Regions from separate parts of the Mus musculus genome. Here region 1 is linked to region 2. The links are chromatin contacts, called in public Micro-C maps. All regions are on one chromosome and are shown on one strand. The core of a region is the stretch at or near the end of the contact, and the rest is flanking DNA. Distances in the headings are between cores, read along the strand shown.

Region 1 (2,758 bases), core at 93-2,592, 120 kb after region 2:
CTACCTCGTGCTCAGTGAACACTGTGGGGGAAGGGAGAGAAAAGATTGCAAGTGGAATTTACTGTGAGGTTGTGTCTCTTGATAATATCTAAAGGGACCTTTTCTTAGCAAGTGGTCCATGTGAGGAGAGGGGAGTTCAACCTCCTGTGGGTAGGACCCTTGAGCTGATGGTTCTGGATGCTGCAAGAAAGCAGGGTGAGCAAGACTTGGCTTCTGTATCAGCTTCTGCCTCCAGACTCCTGCTTTTCTTGAGTTTCTGTCCTGACTTCCCTGACTGAGGGACTACAACTACAAATAGAAATAAATCCTTTCCTCCATAAGGTACATTTTTTGTCATTCTGCTTTATCACAGTAATCGAAATGAGTCACAACCCTAGGTAGAACTCCTTAGACAAAGAATGACTTACAATTAAAATACTTAAGTATTTCATTCTTCCTCAAAGATTTGCTTTGGATTTGATCTTTCTTTTAAAGATAGATACACTATTTTGTATTATGTATGTGTGAAGAATGGAAGTTTTATAGCAAAGCATCTTTTTAGTTTAATATGTATATACTCATGCTTTCTTGTAATTCTGTTTATTCTAAAACACAAGATAAGATGGGCCAATCACTACATAAAAACTTATCAGTCGCATGATAAAATGATTCATCCGCTTACCAGCATAGAAAAACTTCACAGACCTTTCCTTTATTTTCAGATGCTTTGTGATATAAAGGCTGGAAGCTCAGAAGAACTGTTTATTCATTAACCTGTGATTCAGTTGAACTATTTTCTGAAAAATCCCTCTGATAAATTACAATGGAGACATACTATTGTTAGACTCGGAACACAGGATAAAATAAATATAAATCCCTCCCTGTCCCCATTCCTCAAAGAGCTTGGTTTCCAGGGACGAGGCATTGCTCATCTAAAAGCAAACAATGGTAAATAAAAATGGAAAATCAAATGGTTGTGAACAATAACCCTTTGTTCAATATAGCAAACATATAACAGAGCACACTGGGGATTACTCATTTAGTAATCACAATATTAATAAAAGCAAAATCACTGAAGATGGAAATTCAGCTTCGTACAGGCACATGATTAATGGAGGACTGTGAACACTTTTAACTCCTGTTTTAAAATAAGTTTGCACCGAACAACTTCCATCAGTAAACTACTAGCAAATGTACATTTAGTTGTTTATTAATTCACTTGAAGATGGCCTGTTCGTTGTGTGGATGTGCATGGAAATCCACCTGCACACACTTGTACACTCATGCCTATGCATGTCTGCGGTGTATGCAGCATGTGTAATGTATGGACGGCAGAGAAATCTTGGGATTCTGTTCTCTTCTGCCACCTTGTGGGAACCAGAGATTGAACTCAAAGTTGTCAGGCACCTTTACCTACTGGGCCTTCGCTCTTCCCTAAAGTGCTCAGATCTTAAAGTGTGCAGATGACTAATGATTTCAGCATAGTTGGTTATGATACCACCACAAAACAAAAACTATAATTTTGTATAAGTAAGAATAATGCATTTATGTCTTTTTGTTCTAAAAAAAAATTGTTTTTCAAATGCTGTATGCCTAAGTGAAGGGAGAGAGACCCCATTAGTTAAATTCATTGACCTACAATCCAACCACTGGTAACATGCACTTCCCAGGGGCTAAGAGTATCTAGAAGCAATCAAGAACACATCATTGAAGGTTTATTGTGTAGAGAATGTTTCTAAGTATTTACACAAATGCACAGAGGAAAACAATGACCCTGAGCAGCTCTTCCGCATGGGATGAGCAGAGTCTGAACAAGGCACTTTCTCCTTTGAATAAGATGTTAGGCATTTGCGGGGATGAGTCATACCAAATGCTGTTCGGTTTAGTTATAATTTTTGATACAAGATTAGTCATTATAGCACAGGATAACTTGGAACTTAGCAATTTCCCTGCTTGTTTTCCTAAATACTAGAATTATAGGTATGAGTCAATGTGTAGATTGTATTTTCCTAACATATTGTTTCCAAGCCTCTATCCTAGACCTCATTTTCAGTAGAAATGCAATCATAATTTGTTAAGTGACTGTAAGTCCATTAGGTATTGAAGCAAAAAGTCAATTCAAATACTAAACTTCAGTGGCTTCTGGGAAGTGAATAGCTAGAAAGTCCTGGAGAGAGTGGATATAAAACGTGATTTAAGAAATATAGTGATGAAGGCGTTGTTCATTTTAACAGTTTTGAATGCACATGCACACACAGGTGTGGGTACATGTGCACACACGTGAGTGGGGGGAGGAGACACAGACACAAACAAAGACGCAGAGAGGAAAGGGAGACGGATAAACAGGCAAAGAGCGAGACAGAGAATTAAATACTTTAAGCAACTTAAAATAAAATTTAAAAAGTATGCAAAACCTTTGCTTCAATTCCCAGACCACAAAAATCAAAATGGATCATGCAAAATCCCAGAAGCAAGTATTATCTCATTATAATAAAAGTCAACGTTAAATTTATGATATTCAAATCATATTGAAACAAGAGACCTGAAATGTAGGACTCTTGAGAAGTTTGCTACAAAGCAAACCATAAAATAATGCCAGCAAGGTAGAATCCTGTGAAGTCAAACCTCTTCACCACCCTGCTGTGGTCATGCCTTCTGCCACCTAACTAGACTGAAATGCTCACTATACACTATAACCAAAAGATTCCATCATAGTATCGGAAGGAAGACATGGGTGAGCACAGGAAGGAGATCGGTGTCTCTTACTGACAAACAAAAC
Region 2 (2,700 bases), core at 124-2,623:
AGTACTTAGGGATGGGAGGCAGGAGAATTGCGGCAAGTTCAAGGCTAGTTGGGCCAGCATAGCAAAACCTGCTCTCAAAACAAAGAACACACAAATGAAATGCAGACAAACAAGTTAGCAGTTCTAAAATAAATAAATTAATTAAATAAATAAAGCAAACCACCATGCTTTTCAAACTGTGGAGAACTTTTAGCACGAAGGGCAAAGTTCAACTCTTGCCTCAGTTTGCAAACCGACCTCTAGCACGGACTTTTAGGGAGAGGAGCAGAGAAGAAGGAGAAGTGAGAGATGAAACCTTTCTGCAGGAAGGTCAGCGCCGCCGCAGACTTGGCACTCGGACTCTCGAGCAGCTGAAGCCTGTCGTCTTAATTTCATTTAGCTGGATGCTCTGCTCGCAAGCCCCCTCTCTCCGTTTCCTGAGGAAGTGGATCCCATCCCCATTTCCCTGCCATCTGGTGAGAGAGGCTCTTTGCTCCCCAAACAACCCCATGTTTACATTTCATCCTCCGTCCTCTTTTGAATCCTCAGCAAAGCAGCCGCTTTGAAAAGGAGCCCAAAGGATTATCCTGAGATGGCTTGCCCTCTTTCCTGTTCCTAAGAGAACCTTTCTTTCTTTTCCCAGCATGACTTAGTGTGGGGACTTGAGGTCTTGAAGTACAGCTTTCTGACTACTTGTCTGATTGCTAAACTTCGAAAAGTGGTAATCTTCCCGAAGGCTTGATGGAAGGTTGCATTTCAGAACATCAGATTAGTTTAGGACATTAGTGCACAGCCTTGGCGAATGTTTAATAATGCCAGTGATCGTACATAGCTTTAACCCCACCTCTGTGGCAGCAGAGACTGGTGGATCTCTGTGAGTTCCAGACTGACCACAGATACACAATGAGACCCTGAGTTACAAAATGAGACCTGTTTCCCCAAACACACAAGACAATGCTCCTGTCTGCAAGGATAACAGAGTATTATTAATAGTGTCAGGGACTGGTGCTTGCCCATGGGATGGGTGTCAAGTTGAGCTGGTCATTGGTTGTAATAGTAACAGTTACCAGATGCACTGATACATTATAAAAAGTAATATCTATTTCTCTTTATGTTGGGCACATGTGACTTTAGAATCTCATTATACAAAATACTAGGTATAATTGCCCAGATCTCATGGTGAAAAAAATTGAAGAGGAAAGCTTAAAAAGTGAGCTTGTGTCACTTACTCAGCCTTGATAGCATGAAAATGCAATAAGGGAGCCTTTTTTTCTTCTCCCTTTTTTTCTTTTCTTTTTCTTCTTGGTGGCAGAATGGATGAGCTATCAGCATGAGTTATTTGGCCTGCCACTTTCTGTTTCTTGTAAGGAGTCACACGAGGGGATGCGTCAGCACTCTGCCACGTGACCTTGAAGGAAGAGTAGCTAGTTTTGTTCTTTGAGTCATAGTGAAAACTGGACAGGCTTAGAGAACTGCCATTCTATGAGAACTTTTTGTCTTCTGGAGGGATGGCAGGTAGGTTAGAGACATTCAAAACTTTGGGAAGGGATGTGATTAGCATTTAAAAGTTTAACCTATATGTCATCCCTTCCAAACGTGTCTATCCCTGGGTGAAATCTTATTTCCGGTCTATGGTTCCTGTGTGGAGTCATCATGAATAATCTTTTTATGAAGCACTACTTTAGGTATTTGGATCGATTGCAGCTCATTTGCATTATAGGGAGAAAGTTCTTGTTGCATGGAATTGTAGACTCCTTAGAGACTTGCATTGCAAGACACTGTAGTGGCTTTATTTAGCATCACTGTGCCGAAACAGCACAAGAAAGTTCTTTACTAGGTTACCTTTGCCTCCTTCAGAAGGGGAACGCAGGATCTTACCCCCAGAACTTGATCACTATGTTTTCGCACCATCTACTAGGAGACTAGGGTTCCAATGACTACTTATTCATACAAACTTACTTAGCAGTTTTGACACTGTCCTGAAAGCCAGAGCTACAATAGTAAGCAAAACACTTAAAATTTCTCTTGTCTCCACGGAGCCTGCTGTCCCCTCTTGGTTTTATGTACTGATTTTCCGTTTGCCTGGACCAAGGTAGAATAGGCAGAGTTGGAAACTTCAGATGCCTGTTTGTAGTAATCTCTCACTGGCCAGTTTCCACCTTCCAAAGTTATAGAGCCTTCCTAAATAGTGCCCACCATCTGGGGACAAGTATTCAAAAGTAATTAAATCAATACAAATTTGAACCTGTGTTATATGCATCATAGTTAATCATATTAAAGAACCAAGCATTGGAAGTTTTCCCTGAGAAAGTAGTTTTGATAAATGAGAAAAATTTGCTCCTCACAGCAAGCAGAAGGGACCTGAGGAATAAGTAGATTTTATATGATCTATAATAAATTAAATAAATCCAGGAGGAGGATTCCTTGCTACCTGCCCCAGTGTTCTGGGTTTCCAAATGAGAGACATTAAGTATATGTATTTTGATATGCCTTTATCAGCTCAAAGGCTGGGCCACTTCCTAACCTTCACATGGCTAATCCACCTCCCTCTGATAACTCCAAGTTAATATTTATTAAAACTCGCCTACCCCCCTCCCCATCATCCCCAGGTCCTACATGGTGGCTATGTCCTCTGTTTCACATCTTTTCAAGTGCGGGATCTCCACTTCTCCTGGCATGGTGAATCTCTTTCTTCTTTCCTCTTGACTCCAAACCCTGGAA

What was found. A called contact is a pair of places that touch in the nucleus more often than the background predicts.
Region 1: a contact with region 2 is called in a Micro-C map of granulosa cells, with 2.2 times the contacts expected there. The contact joins two enhancer-like sites. A contact is called at or near these places in 20 of 484 Hi-C or Micro-C datasets (the C2C12 cell line, brown adipocytes, embryonic fibroblasts and 10 more), 7 of 115 datasets of contacts at active chromatin or transcription factors (bone marrow-derived macrophages, cardiomyocytes, embryonic forebrain and 3 more) and 1 of 9 other capture datasets (embryonic stem cells).

What each region holds. Positions count from the first base shown.
Region 1 is chr10:100,151,704-100,154,461 of GRCm38.p6, forward strand. No RefSeq gene overlaps it. Among named protein-coding and RNA genes, the nearest start is that of Gm35533, 8.9 kb to the left of the region's middle. Within about 2 kb of position 1,343, at least 16 of the 459 cell types and tissues checked have an H3K27ac peak or open chromatin away from gene starts, as enhancers often do. A contact at or near this core is called in granulosa cells and pancreatic cancer cells, where this site is marked.
Region 2 is chr10:100,031,393-100,034,092 of GRCm38.p6, forward strand. All of the region lies in intron 1 of Kitl (kit ligand), which reads left to right. Among named protein-coding and RNA genes, the nearest start is that of Kitl, 17 kb to the left of the region's middle. Within about 2 kb of position 1,374, at least 47 of the 459 cell types and tissues checked have an H3K27ac peak or open chromatin away from gene starts, as enhancers often do. A contact at or near this core is called in granulosa cells and pancreatic cancer cells, where this site is marked.